Linked DNA regions of Mus musculus: all the other regions are linked to region 1. A link is a contact called in public HiChIP or PLAC-seq and Micro-C data. All regions are on one chromosome and are shown on one strand. Each heading gives the region's core, a stretch centred on a gene start, on an enhancer-like site or on the middle of the called end of the contact. The rest is flanking DNA. Distances are from core to core; before and after follow the strand shown.

Region 1 (2,700 bases), core at 108-2,607:
TGTTTCCAGTTGGTTGCTGTGTCCACTATATGCTAAGTAAGGAGTGTTTTACACTGACTGACATCTGCTTTGATCAATGGACTGGCAACATGGTAGGAATGATTCCCACAAGGTGTTCTCTGATCTTCATTTGATCACTGTGGTAAACCTGCATGTATAAACACACACACACACACACACACACACACACATTATATGAATGTATGTTTTGCCTGCTTTTATATGTGTGTACGACGTGATTGCCTGATGTCCTAGAAGGCCAGAAGAGAGTGCCAGACAGTTGTGAGCTCCTACGAAGGTTCTGGGAATCCCAAACCCAGGGCTTCTAGAAGAGCAGCCAGTGCTCTTAATCACAAAGCCCTCTCTCCAGACCCCTTAAAAACTTCTGTAAAGGCATTTGTATTCTCCTCTGGGTGCCTGGCCCTATACCATATCAGTAGGACAGCCATTTGCAGCTCTGTGCCTTCGTACTTGGAATGGAGACCAAATAGTATCCTAACTCTGGAGTCTCTGTGCATGGAAATGAAGTAAGGCTAATCACCCCCTCCCCCCCCCCCCCACTCCCCGCCCAGGTCACACAGCCGACAGAAGACACAGCCCTGATTTAGACACCGAAAGCTCTCAAAAACTATGTCATCAAGGCTAGTGCTGAGGTAAACGTCTTACCTGGATAGGACTGAGCCGCCCTCCACTGAAGGGACTTTGTAGAGACAAAACCCCAGACTAGCTCACAGACCCCCAAGCTCTGAGATGCAGGCAATCGCTTATGGAAATGCCAGGCAGATCACCTCTGTGGCCAACTGTCGGAGCTCCCCTTGGCGAGAGCAGTGGCTTGGGCAATCCATCATCCACTCACTGAGGCGCCAGCCGTGGGCTCTGGCCGCCGGTGCTTGATGCTATTAACATCGTTTAGTTTTTGGGCTTATCCTATTAAGAAAAAGGTTCCCACTGGCAACAGCAAAAAATCCTTTCCACCTCTTTCATTACCCCAGCTTTTCTTCCCTGTAATTACTATTGAGCTCCTGGCTGATTAAATTAGGTTTTTTGGAGGTCCTTTCTAAAATCTTGGGGAAATTATCTAAAAATCATGAAATCAATTCCCTTCCGCTGTTTTAATCTTTTATGCCCTCCGCTCAAAGAGGGATGGGCAGACAAGGGCAGGCCCTCGGAGAAGTGTGCAGCCTCCACACTGCTTGCCAGCCTCCTAGGGCCTTTGTGGACCATCTGGGTCAACTTCCTTCCAAGCAAATGAAATGCAAATAAAAATTCCAGCAGTTTTTCAGATGCAGGCTGCCTAGCTGATTAGCATGACAGAGGCTGGGAGATGAGGCCTGACCCTGTGCACTTCCCCTCAGCTCATTAAGTTGTAACTCCACCGCGCCTGCATTCACGCTGTGTAGTGACGCTGAAAGGCGGCTTTATCCAAAACTAGCTAAATTCACATTCACACTTTTTGCCTGGAAGTCTTGCCTGCTTCTGCACCCACATGAAAGTGAACCTATTGTGGCTGGCTCATGAGTCCCGCTGATTCTAAGACAATCTGGAGGGTTCCCAAAAAATGTTTATTTCCCAAGTTTGTATCCTTCCACTCTATGACGCCCCCCTCCTGAGTCCCCCCTCCCCCTCAGCTGCCCGGCCTCTGAGTACAGAGAGACACCCGGTGCTGGAGGAGGTTCAGAGCGTGCGTGGAATTTCTAAAGTCAAGTTCTTGGGGATGCTGGAAAGTGGAGATCTGAGAGGAGGATGTAGGTCTGGGTGATTCTGGGATTTGGGGGCTACCTGGACCAGCTTCTCAGAGATGTTGGTGGCCCAGGGACTCATGCCCTGATGTGTTGCCTGGCACAGATTTCCTTGGTTTATCTTCTAAAAAGCACGCGTAGGTTATAAAGCACGCTACCCATTAACCATATGTGAAAACACACCGCATCAGCAGCCTCGCTTGTTGGAGGCCCTCCTTGGGTTGTGGCTTCAGTATTTGTGGATATTTGTTGCTGAGGTTGGGAGGTCCCACTGTAAGAGAATGCCACATAAGGAACAAGAGCTATTTATCTTTGAAACTAAGAATGAGGGGAGAGGGGATAAAGTCTATGAGGGGGAAGAAGTCACTACTCTTTGTGACTCTCTGGTTGGCCCACAAATAAAATGCAGTAGATCAGAACCCAGTCTCACTGGGTGTTGCCGGGAGTTCAGAGGGAGAGAGCATTTCAGGAAGGTTTGGTTAGTGGTAACTTAACTATATGTAAACAAAGGGTGTGGCTCCTAGATTCCAGATTGCATGGAGGAGGAGGAAGTGCTAGGATCTGCATGTGGTAAGGGGTTGGGGGTCCTTGCAAATGCACTCCTTGTAAGGGTTTTGGTGGGTTGGGGCCAAGGAATGCCACAAAGCCACTCCATGCAACAGATCTCAGGGGAGAGATTTATTGCGCGGGGGTGGGTTGGGGGGGGTAGGGGGGTGGGGGAGTGAGGTTGTAGGGGGAGCACAAAATGAAGTAAATCCATAGATGTGTATGTATATATGTGTATATAAGGCTATATATGTGGTGACAACAGAAATGTATGGCATTTGGCGGTAGGTGACGATGTGGCTGCTGGAACTGAGTTGCTGAAGGTGGGTGAGGGTGGACCTGGTTCCTAACACTCCAGACATCTTCAAAAGCCCGGAAATTTCTTTTGCAGTTCTTAGGTTAGAAGTCAAAGGCT
Region 2 (2,700 bases), core at 117-2,616, 170 kb after region 1:
CACACTTAAATTTCACATATTTGAGTGTTTTGTTTGCATGTATGTCTGCACATCACATGTGTCCTTGGTGTTTACGGAGGCCAGAGCAGGACACCAGATCCTGGAGTTAGACGCCTTTGCGAGCATCTTTGGGGGGTGGGGAATGTGTGCTTAAAATTGATCTCCAGTCCACTGGAAGAGCAGCCAGTGCTCCTAACTGCTGAGCCATCTCTCCAGTCCTCAGCTTGATTTTATAACCTGGACCTGTGCTCTTCCTCTGTAAGTTCTCATAGGCAGCCATACAGAGGAGTCTGAGAATCCACAGAGTGTCACAGCCATACTGAACGCAGCTGCGAGTGCCTGCTCTGTCCTGAGACCACCCTCCTGACCGAAGACTAAGAACAGTCTCAAGGGCAGGTGACTCCTACCCTCTGACTTTGTTCCCCAAGGGCATGTCGGGTTTATTCTCAGAACCCATAGTAGCCTATGAACAGGGACTATGTACCTTTGGACCTTCGGCCGCTGTGCCATCCTGAATAAACCTCTACCCCCTCTTCTCCCCACCCTGTGGCCCACTCTCCCCAGAAAACATTGCTTTGCTCCCATTTTACTTCTCTCTGCAAAGAGTCTTGGGATCTAAATGAATGCATCCTTGTCTGGTCCAAACCGGCCCTTTTTTTTTGAAAATCGCTCAGCGCTTCCCGTTCCTCTCTGGGGTCCCTGGGAGGTCCTCGCTATCCTCTCTTTCATCCAGGGCATTGCCAAAGTGGGCCTTCAGCTTCTGAGTCACCAAGGCCTTTGCCCTGTTCCCATTCTTGACCTCCAATAGCCCTGGCCGTCCTGGAACTCGCTCTAGATCAGGCTGGTCTCGACCTCAGAGATTGTCCTCCCTCTGCCTCCGCTGTCCTCGGCCATCCATGCTACCTTGCCCATCCCGCCCCCATGTTCTTGTGTCCACCTTCAAGAGACTAGCGTTTGAAAGGATGTCTACTGATCCTTCTAATAATCCCGGCTAAATAACTGAGTAAGGAGGCTAAAGTAATCTAAAATATTTTTATATACAATATTGAAAATGACTTCGCGCACACGGTCCTGAAGTCTTACCTGATCTCGGGAGAGCATCAATAAAGGCAAAAAAGTGATTTTCTAAGTCTTCCAAGCCAGAGAATGGACGCTGGGACCAGACAGCAGCGGCAATCAGAGGGCATTTCTCAACAATGTTCCCAAACACATCCACAAATTCTCCGAAGTCCATGGAATTGACCTTCACCATGTCCATGGCTGATCCTGGACTGGAGGCAGTGTTCTGCCCTGCCTGTGGTCCGCTCTCATCGAGCGAGTGAGCTAATTCCTCCTCATGGGTTGTGTTTGCTGAACACACATGCTGGCCCTGTGCAAGGGCAGCTGACCCTGGTTTAAATATCTCTGGGAGGAGCTTATCCAGAACGGTCCTGCGATGAGAAACACAGGTTTAACTGTTTTGTTGGTGGTAGGGGTAATATGTGTGCTGGAGACAGAACCCAGGGTCTCACGCATGCTCGAGGAGCACCCGAATACTGAGCTATCCGCCACCTCCGCTTAAGGCTATGATCAGGAGAGCAGAGACTTCTGCAGAAAGAATGATTCCACCCGAGGCATTGCCATAACAAGAGGTGGCGGCGGTGGCCGTATGTAATGAGACAGACACTTGGTGCCATTACCATCTTGTCTGTGTGCACGTATGCTTTTACCTGCATGTAATCTGTGTACCACATGCAGACCAAACAGGTGGCCCTGTGACCTGCCTGGATTACCAGGACAGTGTCCTCAGGGACAACCCTGGTTCTGTCCCCAGCACCCACACGGTAACTCACAAGCACCTCATCTGTCCTTGCTGTTGCTCTAGAGCACAGGCACTGCGTTTTAATCTTTCTTTGAACTCTAAATGCTTAACACCACATAGACTTAATTAGTGTAAACAGAACAGGGTAAGGTGCCTCTGGTGGAGTGTGCTATCTTCTCTCGTTTAAAAAAATATTTTTTTAATTAGGTGTATTTTGTATGTGTACAAGCGTGTGTGTGTGTGTGTGTGTGTGTGTGTGTGTTTGTGCCCAAGAAGAGAGGGTTGAATCTGCCTTCCAGGTTCTCACCTTGAGTTCTTGGCTTGGATTCTTTCAACAACAGCCTATAAACTATAAACTGAAACAAACCTTTGCCTTCCCTAGATTGTTTTTGGTAAGTGTTTTATCACAGCAGCAGTTTATCTAAGGCTGTTACTGGTGGTGTTCTTCACGGGGTAGGGGTGGGGTGGGGGATGGAGGGGGGAGCGGGGAGGGGAAACAGCCTAGAAAAGATTAGAAAGACCACAGACCACAGCAAGGGGGTGGGGTAGGGGCATGCGCCACAAAGAGAGGCGCCCCTGCCCTAGTGTGTGGGAAGGAGAGGGGCTCTGATCTCAGGAGAACTCAGTGTGGGACTAGGAACAAGCACGAAAAGCGCTCATTATCGCGAGTCCAGAAACGATTGCACCCTGGACAAATTCTCCCCAAAGACGCCTTGTTTTCCTTTCGCCCAATATTTGCCCTTCTAGGTACCAAGGGGCAGTAACAAGTCAAACCTGGTGTTTGACACTCTGTTTCGGAAACTGTGGTGCTCGGGCGCCCCCTGCTGGTACAATCACTATAAAGCACTGCTTGAAGGGGTGGCCTTAGCCTACAGGCTAAAGGATGTTAAAGGGGGTGA
Region 3 (2,700 bases), core at 22-2,521, 240 kb before region 1:
GGACCACCTCTGTGGTTCACTGGGAATGAAATGAGCCTCTCTGGAGTGAGCCAACTTCATAGAAACTTTGCAGTGACCCTTCCTGCCTGCCCGGCACAGGTCACCCCTCTCGAGCCTCTGATGCCTCCTGTCCTGGAGAGTTCTGACTTCAGTGCCACGCCCTGCTGTAGGGACCCATCCTGGGGAGCTACGAGGCACTCCAATAACCTCTGTGGAATTCCTCCTGATGAATGGACACTTCTCCAGTCAGTTCTTCCTCAGAAGAGGGGAACTGTTCAGTCACACTGTTCCTCCCAGAGCCTAAGAAAGGCAGACATTGGTCCTAGATGAGGCCTGTCGCCTGTGCATGAAACAGTTGGAGGCAGTATATTCAGCAGAGTCAGAAGGAGGTGAGGGAGCTGGCCTTGGGCACCTAAAGGAAACTGCTGTTTGGGTTGAAGTTTGACCTCACCAGGTGCCTGGAGAGTAGCAACCCTCGACTGTGTGGCCAAGTGGCTTCACCACGCACCTGGGACCACCCTGTGTAATTGGACGAGTTCGTTACCGTTACCGTTTCCAGACATTTCCAAATGTCATGATGATGTTGTGCATCAAGGGAGCAGAGCTGTAGTGAAGGCTGTGGCTGAGCTAGGGAAGCAGGACTCTGCTACAAGCACTGTGTTTGTTGAATGAATACTTGTAAATGAGACACCATCCATCTGCTGCCATCTACTGAGCACTCACTCTGGGCCAGCCACTCTGCTCTCTCCTACAAAATTCCATTCCCTTTCGACAATTACACACACACACACACACACACACACACACACACACACACACACACAAACTATAAAGGAAAATTTTGATGCCTAGTTGATGTTCTCGTGCCTGCCTGAGCTGTAGGATAGACATGTTAAACCTCAGACTTAAGTGAACTTGCGTTTCCTACAAGGTGATGTAACTATAAACAGACACTTAATACCTCCGTGGACCACTTCCCCTCCCCATTCTCCTACAAATGTCCTGTTTAATGCCTAAGGTGTCAAATGGCTGTGAGCAGGCTATAGTTCTGGGAGGTTCAGGGCATTCCTGGGCCACTCCCACTTCCCACTGGGGCCTGGAAACCTTGTCCCTCCAGGTCAGCACTTCCTTGCAACTTTATCTGTCCTGAGTTCCAGGCCCCTGCCGTATTTGTCCAAATTAGAGTCCGTTTACTTTACAAACCACACTGGAGCTTCGCTGGGCACTCAGCAGCTGCTCCCCTGACGTCCCCAGCAGGGCCCTTGTTTGCAGTCAGCAAACAGACCGCCCTGACCTAGCCACTGTGTCGCTTGGCTGCCCCGGAGGGTGCAGCAGGTAACCGGAAGTGGCTTGCTGAAGTGGCTCTCGCTGCTCCCCCCCACCCCCCCCCCCCCGCCCTCTTGGTTCAGGATCTCTCAAGGGAAACAAGTGAAAAGCAAAACAAGGTGAATCCTGAAACGATTTGTACACAGGAGAAAGTGCAAAGATGTCTACCCGAGGCAAAAGGAAAGATCACGAAAAGGGTGCCCACCCTCTGCCCCACTGTCACTATGGCTGCTTGGTCCTTATTCCACCAGGGCACCCTCTTGTTCCCCGTAGAAATAAGTGGAGCAGACTGCTTTGAACAAGCTTTAGCAGGAGGACTGGTGGGGCTGAATGTCCTGGGTCCCCTTCAAGTGGTTTAAGCTGTGTGCAGCAACCAAGTGTGCTCACATATAGAATAGAGGTAAGGAACGTGTTGGGAGGGCTAATTCAGCTAATGAGCTTAAGGAACTAAGAATTGAGTCTGGCACACTGTCTACTCCCAGTAGCCATTGGCATCTTTGGGTGGTGGAGATCAAGACAGGGTTTCTCTGTGTATCCCTGACTGTCCCGGAACTCCATCTGTAGACCAGGCTGGCCTCGAATTCACAGAAATCCACCCGCCTCTGCCTCCCAAGTGCTGGGATTAAAGCACCACCATTGCCAGCTGCATCGTAAGTAATGACCAGGCTGTGCCTCAATAAAAATACACCAGGCTGACACACCCTAAGTGGAAAACCCTGTGGTCCACCAACCCTGAAGAGATCTAGCATGTGGTTGTGGCCCAATGTATCAGTTGCAGGATAGACTGGGAGCTGAGATCACTGCTATCTGCGCCCCCCACCCCCCACGTCATGAAAGAGCATCAAATTGCATGTCACTAGCCAGGGAGAAGAGCCACATTTAAAACCTGAAGTACCTGTTTCTCCTGAAAGCACCTGCTTTCGCCTCATCAGGAGGAGCCACCCTCAAGCAGACCCCTGTAAGTCGAGAACCATTAGCCTTAGGCTTCCCCTGTTATGGGGCCGGTTTAGTTACGGGTGTGTTACTAGGAATCCTTCCAGACAGGGAGCTGGTGGTTTGGGATGCTTGTCTGTATCCTATTCAGATGTGACATGGAGTCTGACAGGCCCAAACATGCAGCTCCTGATCCAGAGAGGTTGGGCCAGCAACCATACTGGGCCGGTCCTTCCAGCAGATCCCACACATGGTGTCTTCACCCATATGGGAGTGTTTGTAGATTTCAAAATTCTTACATTTGAGCAGATCAAGGGTCCAGCAGCCTGTGTTTAATATTTGGTTCCACCTGCAAAGTCCCCGACAGGCGTTGAGTGTGAAACGGAGCACCCTTAGCCCTCCCCAGCCCTGACATCTAGATGTCAGACAGCAGACACAGCA
Region 4 (2,700 bases), core at 57-2,556, 180 kb before region 1:
ATGCCTAAGTGTGTACGCGTGTTTGTATATGCATGTGTATATGTGTATATGTATATATTTGTGTGTGTCTTTGCATATGTGCATGTCTCTCTCTCTCTCTCTCTCTCTCTGTGTGTGTGTGTGTGTGTGTGTGAAGATGCCCAAGAAGGACAGAGTCATCAGATTCTTCTGGAGTTGGAGGCGGTTGTGAGCCATCTGATATGGGTACAGGGACTTGAACTCTGGCCTTCTGGAAGAGCAGTATGTCCTAATGCCTGAGTTATCTCTCTAGCCCCTTATATTATATAATTTTTTAATCATTTTTAATATTTTCTATAATAATGTTTTTAATATCTGGAATGTAGCATATGATTTTTAAAGGGCAACATCATTATAACTACTCTATTATAGGATGACACTATAATACCAACACCCCTGTGCTAAATGCTGCTATGCTAAGTGACCATGATATCATGGAATCTGAATTTGCAATTCTTTTTATATGTTGTTTATTCTTTTCTGACTTTACTCTGCCTGCTACATCTTATTGTTTTTGTTTGTTTGTCTTCAAAATTGTGTGTCTGTAGAGAGGTAGTGTGTACACAGTGGTGGAATGCAGGGCCCAGGGAGAGAGAGGCTTCAGATGTCCCTGAAGTTAGATTTATAGGCAATCGTGAGCCACCGCTCACACTCGAACTTGGGTCCTTTGAAACCAAACGCTCTTCACACTCGAGCTATTTCTAAAGCCTCCCTCATCTCACTGTTATATCTGCCTTGTTAGCTTTACTACCCTCCCCCCCACCCCCCCACCCCCGCCCGCTCCTGAATTTCAAAGTCAAGTTCAGTCTCCCTGGTCTAACGCAACCTCTGGCTCCTCTTACTCCAAATCGACTTCTGGCCAGGATGAGCTTGTCATAGCAAAGCTCCCTGCCTGTCATTTCCTTCAAACAATAACACAAAACAAAAATGCTTGGGTTGGGTGGTTCTGTCCAGAGAACAGCCTGTGGCAGCCACACTTTAGGTTTCAAAGAGTGAGTTTATTAAGCATGAAGCAAGCAAAAGGAAAAGAGAGATTGGGTAGCGACCAGATGGTTTCAACTCAGGTCGAAACAACCAAGCCAACGATGGTAAACCCGTTATCCTGGCTTTGCTGCTGAGCCTTCATCCTGGGACAGATTTTCAGGCCCAGCCTGGGATTCTCTCCAGGGAAGAGCCTCTACTGTTTTTGTTCCCACCACAAGTCTTTTAATATCAAGGGGACAAGAATAGAAACTCCTGTTGGAACCAGTTTGCCTTCTAACTGTGCTTAAGAGCACAATGCTTTGAATAGCATTAGCTGTTGGGTGTTTCCCCTTCTCCATTACAGGGCTCAAATCCCAGGGTACCCCAGGAGGGTTACTCTAGTCTTAGAGGACACCAATATTCTTGAATCTGAGACAAGGCAGCCCCTTGATATCAAAATCCACTCTCAATAAGTGCCAACAACACATGGCAGTTTAACCAATAGAATCCACATCACCCTGGTTTTCTTTCTTTTCCTTTTTATTTTTTTATTTTTATTTATTTATTTTTTTTGGTTTTCTGAGACAGGGTTTCTCTGTATAGCCCTGGCTGTCCTGGAACTCACTCTGTAGACCAGGCTGGCCTCGAACTCAGAAATCCGCCTGCCTCTGCCTCCCAAGTGCTGGGATTAAAGGCATGCGCCACCACGCCCGGCTTCTTTTCCTTTTTAGATTTATTTATTTTATTTATATGAGTACCCTGTAGCTATCTTCAGAGGGCTTCGGAGCCCACTGCAGATGGTTGTGAGCCACCAAGTGGTTGCTGGGAATTGAACTCAGGACCTTTGGAAGAGCAGTCAGTGCTCTTAACCACTGAGCCATCATCTCTCCATCCCTACCCTAGTTTTCTACTGATGAATTGAATTGCGATTTTTCTTCTCCTGTATCTGTTACCCTCATTAGCACACCTACAGTATTCTGTACAGAGCAGTCGGTCAGTCCATTTGCCTGCCCTGGCCAGGCTGTATTCTCCGTGACCACGCCTGGTCTCAGCCTATGAAAGGATACTCTGGCCCTGAGCATCGCTCCCATAGTCTGTAAGACCTGGGTGGAAGTTTGGCTTATGGGAAGCTAGAGAGCAGACCGGCAGCTTGCAACTTGAGGCAGGAGGTCAGTTGATCGTCGATGGTTATTTGTGACAGAAGTACTAAATGGAAACCTGTCTTCCGCTTTGCCAGGCTTCAGCAGCGTATGCCTGCCTTAGAACCATCTCTGACAGAAAGCGATGACTGTGTGCCAGTGGACTATCCTGGCATGGAGAGTCTACCAACAGCCACACCCCTCAAGAAATTCAATGCTCCCTTCCCCAGCAGCTATCAACTGCCAGTGGCTCCTTAGCTAGGGGTGGTGCTTCATGCGTCCTTCCCCCACCAGTACTGAAATACTGAGTGACCTTTTGGACTTGACCTTGTGTGGGTTGAGTGCAGGTGACCACAGCTGTGGTGAGTTAATGAGTACAATGGCCGTGCCACGTCCGGAAGGTGGCATCTCACAGCTCTCCTCCTTATGCTGCAACTCTTACATCCTTTCTGCCCTCTCTTTAGTGACGTCCCTTGAGTCTTGCGAAGGGAAGGCTTCGCAACGACTCCTTATTTAGAGTCAGGCACTCAACAGACACATCTTCTCGGCACTCTGGCAGTTACCAGTTTTGGCATTAACC
Region 5 (2,700 bases), core at 140-2,639, 210 kb before region 1:
CTCCTGTGTGGGGTTAAAGCCATGCACTACCACTACTGGGCTAGTTCTGTCCATGTTCATGACTCACAATCTGCCCCCCTCCCCCAAACACACTCCCCATTCCCGAAACTGGTATGTTAGGGTCTGGAAAGAACCTGAATCCTGGCTGGGTCCCATATTGTCTAACCAGGGTTATCAAGCAGGAGGAGAAAAAGAAGATGAAGAAGTCCAGGCTGCTTGACTGAGACCAAAATCCTTGGAAAACAATGGTCACAGGGGTGGGATCTCAGAATCTTCTAGAAGCTCATCTTCAGGGAAAAGGAGAGACAGAAGACTGGAGCTGAAAGAAGAGTGTCCGCTGATGGGGTAGAGCAGACAAGAGAGTGAGAAAGGGGAAGAGGGACTGGAAGGAAGGAAGAGCCGGCCAGCAATCTGCACATGCGCATGGGGCATGACTACAAGGAGCAGAGGGGGCCGTGAGCATGAGATCCCAACAGGGCCGCACAGAGAATGACCTGTCAACAGTGTTGAGACCGCCCTCCATTCAATCCTTTTTCTTGTAGATTAGTTTGACTGGAATAAAGTACATTTTAACCTTCTTCAGTAAAGATATTCATTAAAAAAAAAAAAAAAAAAAAAAAAAAGCTGGGTGTGGTGGCGCACGCCTTTAATCCCAGCACTCGGGAGGCAGAGGCAGGCGGATTTCTGAGTTCGAGGCCAGCCTGGTCTACAAAGTGAAGTCCAGGTCAGCCAGGGCTATACAGAGAAACCCTGTCTCGAAAAACCAAAACCAAACAAACAAACAAACAAACAAACAAGCTTTAAGATTTCCCATGGTTGTCGTCATCCAACTAGCAGAAAGATCGGTTCTGCCCTTCATTGATGCACTACACTTTGCCAGGGAGGATTCGAATAGGGTATTTTCCAGTCTCTGCCATTACGGAGATTAAATCAAGATAAGGGAAAGAGGAAATCCCACAACTGAAAACAGCGTCAAACACTAGAGGACTCAGTGATACAAAAGGAAAGTTGACAAAACACCAGCACAATTGCTGTCAGAAATTAAGGTTTAATTGGTCCTGGTTAAGTTCTGGGCTTCGGAATTTTGAAAAAAAATTCCACGTGACTCGAAGGAGCAGACAAGCTTGGGATTCACCATGTCCTGAGGCTAGTGGCAGGATGCAGAGGGCAAAACTGGAATGTGAAAAACAGGCCACCTTAAGTCATGTCAGGTTGATATTTGGGACGTTTAAGCAGCGCTTCCGTTTCCCTAAGCCGCGAAACCAGAGCCCAGAGCCTGGCTGCCTCTCGCCGTGGACGAGTCCTGGATGCGCATGTGCAACCGGGCTCTACGGCCTCTGGGAGCATGCGCAGTCGTGGCGCGCGTGGGGGGGGGGCTAAGGGGCGGGGCCTGGAGCCTTAGCGGGCCGCGTTCCCGGAAGTTCAAAGTCTCCGGGCGCCAGTGGCTTGCGTCCCGCGTTCCCGGGGACGGCACGTGGCTGCCCCGCGTCAGCCCGGGCCCGATCGTGTCGCCCTGGAGCCGCGGGTGTCAGTCGCGGAAGCGGTGTCGTCGCTGACCATCGCGGATGCGTTCGTCGGGGCCTGTGAGGGCCCCGCGCCGCCGCGCCCCGCGCTGCCCAGCAGGTTCATCTGCTCCTTTCCCGACTGCAGCGCCAGTTACAACAAAGCCTGGAAGCTAGACGCGCACCTATGCAAACACACGGGGGAGGTAACCTGGCCGCCCGTGTGCACGGCAGGGCCTGGCGCAGGGGCTGCGTCCTGGGCTTGGCTGGGGCAGGGCAGGGCAGGGCAGGGCAGGGCAGGGCAGGGCAGGGCAGGGCAGGCGCTCTGCAAAGACCGAATTCTAGGATGTCAGGATTTCCTGCAAGCAACAAGTGTGCACCCTTTTAATTGCAGGCGGGCTTTGGTCGGGTACTAAGGCTGTGGGTAAAGGTGGTCAGGAAAAGCCTTCCTGCTTGGCCCTTTACCCTGGTTCTTATATTTGGTTGTACCCTGGTCTATCTCTTGACAGACTTACCAACCCACTGTTGTCCCTCATAACATACTTTGTAACTTTATCCCTGTTTCTCTTTGACCATTCTGTTCCCACATTTTGGCCTTTCTTTGTCCCTGTGTCCGAGGCAGAGCTTGCTTTCTAGTGGACACTTAAAAGTTGTGGTTCATCACCATCATCATTATTATCATTGTTTTTTTGAGACGGGGTTTCTCTGTGTAACTCACTCTGAACTCACTCTGTAGACCTGACTGGCCTCGAACTCAAAGATCCACTTGCCTCTGCCTCCAGAGTGCTAGTATTAAAGGTGTGCACCACCACACGTGGCTTTGAAGTTGTGTTTATTGTTCCAAACTCGACAATAATTTGATTAGTACGGGTCCTGCCCTGGGACTGGATCTGAACAAGGTTCTTTGACGCCGTGCTGAGCAGTGTGGCTCACTTGTGTCTTCCTGTCCACTGGCTGTGATTGAAGGCTTGATGCCACCTTTCCTGTATTTCAGATTATTTCCATAGTTGGGAAACACAGAACTGGATGTTAGGATATGATATAGCTTTACTGTGGATTCATGACAGCATCCCCTTCCCCACCTCCAGGGTCCCACTTGGAGATTGTGTTTGGGGCTGGGAGCTGTTTCCTTCGGTTGCCTTTGCACCTGTGAGCTTTTTCAGCTGTTGTGACACATTTAACTGTCTCTGTGCCTGCT

The links. Hi-C and Micro-C count contacts between places; a contact is called where the count stands out from the background. HiChIP or PLAC-seq counts read pairs in DNA pulled down with a chosen protein or histone mark.
Region 2: a contact with region 1 is called in an H3K27ac HiChIP or PLAC-seq map of embryonic stem cells, with 15 read pairs. The contact joins the promoter of Urad here to the enhancer-like site in region 1. A contact is called at or near these places in 6 of 39 promoter capture datasets (the C10 cell line, the HPC-7 cell line, HPC-7-derived erythroid cells and 2 more), 5 of 484 Hi-C or Micro-C datasets (the AML12 cell line, the G1E-ER4 cell line, embryonic stem cells and 1 more), 4 of 115 datasets of contacts at active chromatin or transcription factors (all in embryonic stem cells) and 3 of 9 other capture datasets (embryonic stem cells, embryonic trunk and pancreatic islet).
Region 3: an H3K27ac HiChIP or PLAC-seq map of embryonic stem cells shows a contact between it and region 1, with 5 times the contacts expected there. The contact joins two enhancer-like sites. A contact is called at or near these places in 1 of 15 datasets of contacts at CTCF or cohesin (pro-B cells), 1 of 484 Hi-C or Micro-C datasets (trophoblast stem cells), 7 of 115 datasets of contacts at active chromatin or transcription factors (embryonic stem cells, pancreatic cancer cells and stem cell-derived neural progenitor cells) and 1 of 9 other capture datasets (embryonic trunk).
Region 4: a contact with region 1 is called in a Micro-C map of embryonic stem cells, with 2.3 times the contacts expected there. The contact joins two enhancer-like sites. A contact is called at or near these places in 4 of 39 promoter capture datasets (cranial neural crest, liver, macrophages and 1 more), 1 of 15 datasets of contacts at CTCF or cohesin (pro-B cells), 4 of 484 Hi-C or Micro-C datasets (bone marrow-derived macrophages, embryonic fibroblasts, embryonic stem cells and 1 more), 3 of 115 datasets of contacts at active chromatin or transcription factors (T-cell acute lymphoblastic leukemia, embryonic basal ganglia and memory CD8 T cells) and 3 of 9 other capture datasets (adipose tissue, liver and pancreatic islet).
Region 5: a contact with region 1 is called in an H3K27ac HiChIP or PLAC-seq map of trophoblast stem cells, with 3 times the contacts expected there. The contact joins the promoter of Gtf3a here to the enhancer-like site in region 1. A contact is called at or near these places in 8 of 39 promoter capture datasets (the 3T3-L1 cell line, 3T3-L1-derived adipocytes, the HPC-7 cell line and 4 more), 1 of 15 datasets of contacts at CTCF or cohesin (large pre-B cells), 2 of 484 Hi-C or Micro-C datasets (the N1E-115 cell line and embryonic stem cells), 13 of 115 datasets of contacts at active chromatin or transcription factors (acute myeloid leukemia, bone marrow-derived macrophages, embryonic basal ganglia and 9 more) and 3 of 9 other capture datasets (embryonic tail, liver and pancreatic islet).

Annotation. Positions count from the first base shown.
Region 1 is chr5:147,154,329-147,157,028 of GRCm38.p6, forward strand. No RefSeq gene overlaps it. Among named protein-coding and RNA genes, the nearest start is that of Gm34994, 3.6 kb to the right of the region's middle. Within about 2 kb of position 1,358, at least 47 of the 459 cell types and tissues checked have an H3K27ac peak or open chromatin away from gene starts, as enhancers often do. A contact at or near this core is called in the N1E-115 cell line, embryonic basal ganglia, embryonic stem cells and 3 more, where this site is marked.
Region 2 is chr5:147,321,074-147,323,773 of GRCm38.p6, forward strand. It overlaps Urad (ureidoimidazoline (2-oxo-4-hydroxy-4-carboxy-5) decarboxylase), which reads right to left and starts at 1,367. Exons shown (of 2, transcript NM_001039678.2): 1 at 1,084-1,367. The coding sequence starts at 1,258.
Region 3 is chr5:146,911,245-146,913,944 of GRCm38.p6, forward strand. No RefSeq gene overlaps it. Among named protein-coding and RNA genes, the nearest start is that of Gm10858, 15 kb to the left of the region's middle. Within about 2 kb of position 1,272, at least 50 of the 459 cell types and tissues checked have an H3K27ac peak or open chromatin away from gene starts, as enhancers often do. A contact at or near this core is called in embryonic stem cells and trophoblast stem cells, where this site is marked.
Region 4 is chr5:146,971,090-146,973,789 of GRCm38.p6, forward strand. No RefSeq gene overlaps it. Among named protein-coding and RNA genes, the nearest start is that of Mtif3, 8.6 kb to the left of the region's middle. Within about 2 kb of position 1,307, at least 19 of the 459 cell types and tissues checked have an H3K27ac peak or open chromatin away from gene starts, as enhancers often do. A contact at or near this core is called in embryonic stem cells, where this site is marked.
Region 5 is chr5:146,947,268-146,949,967 of GRCm38.p6, forward strand. Gtf3a (general transcription factor III A) reads left to right here and starts at 1,390. Exons shown (of 9, transcript NM_025652.3): 1 at 1,390-1,708. The coding sequence starts at 1,514.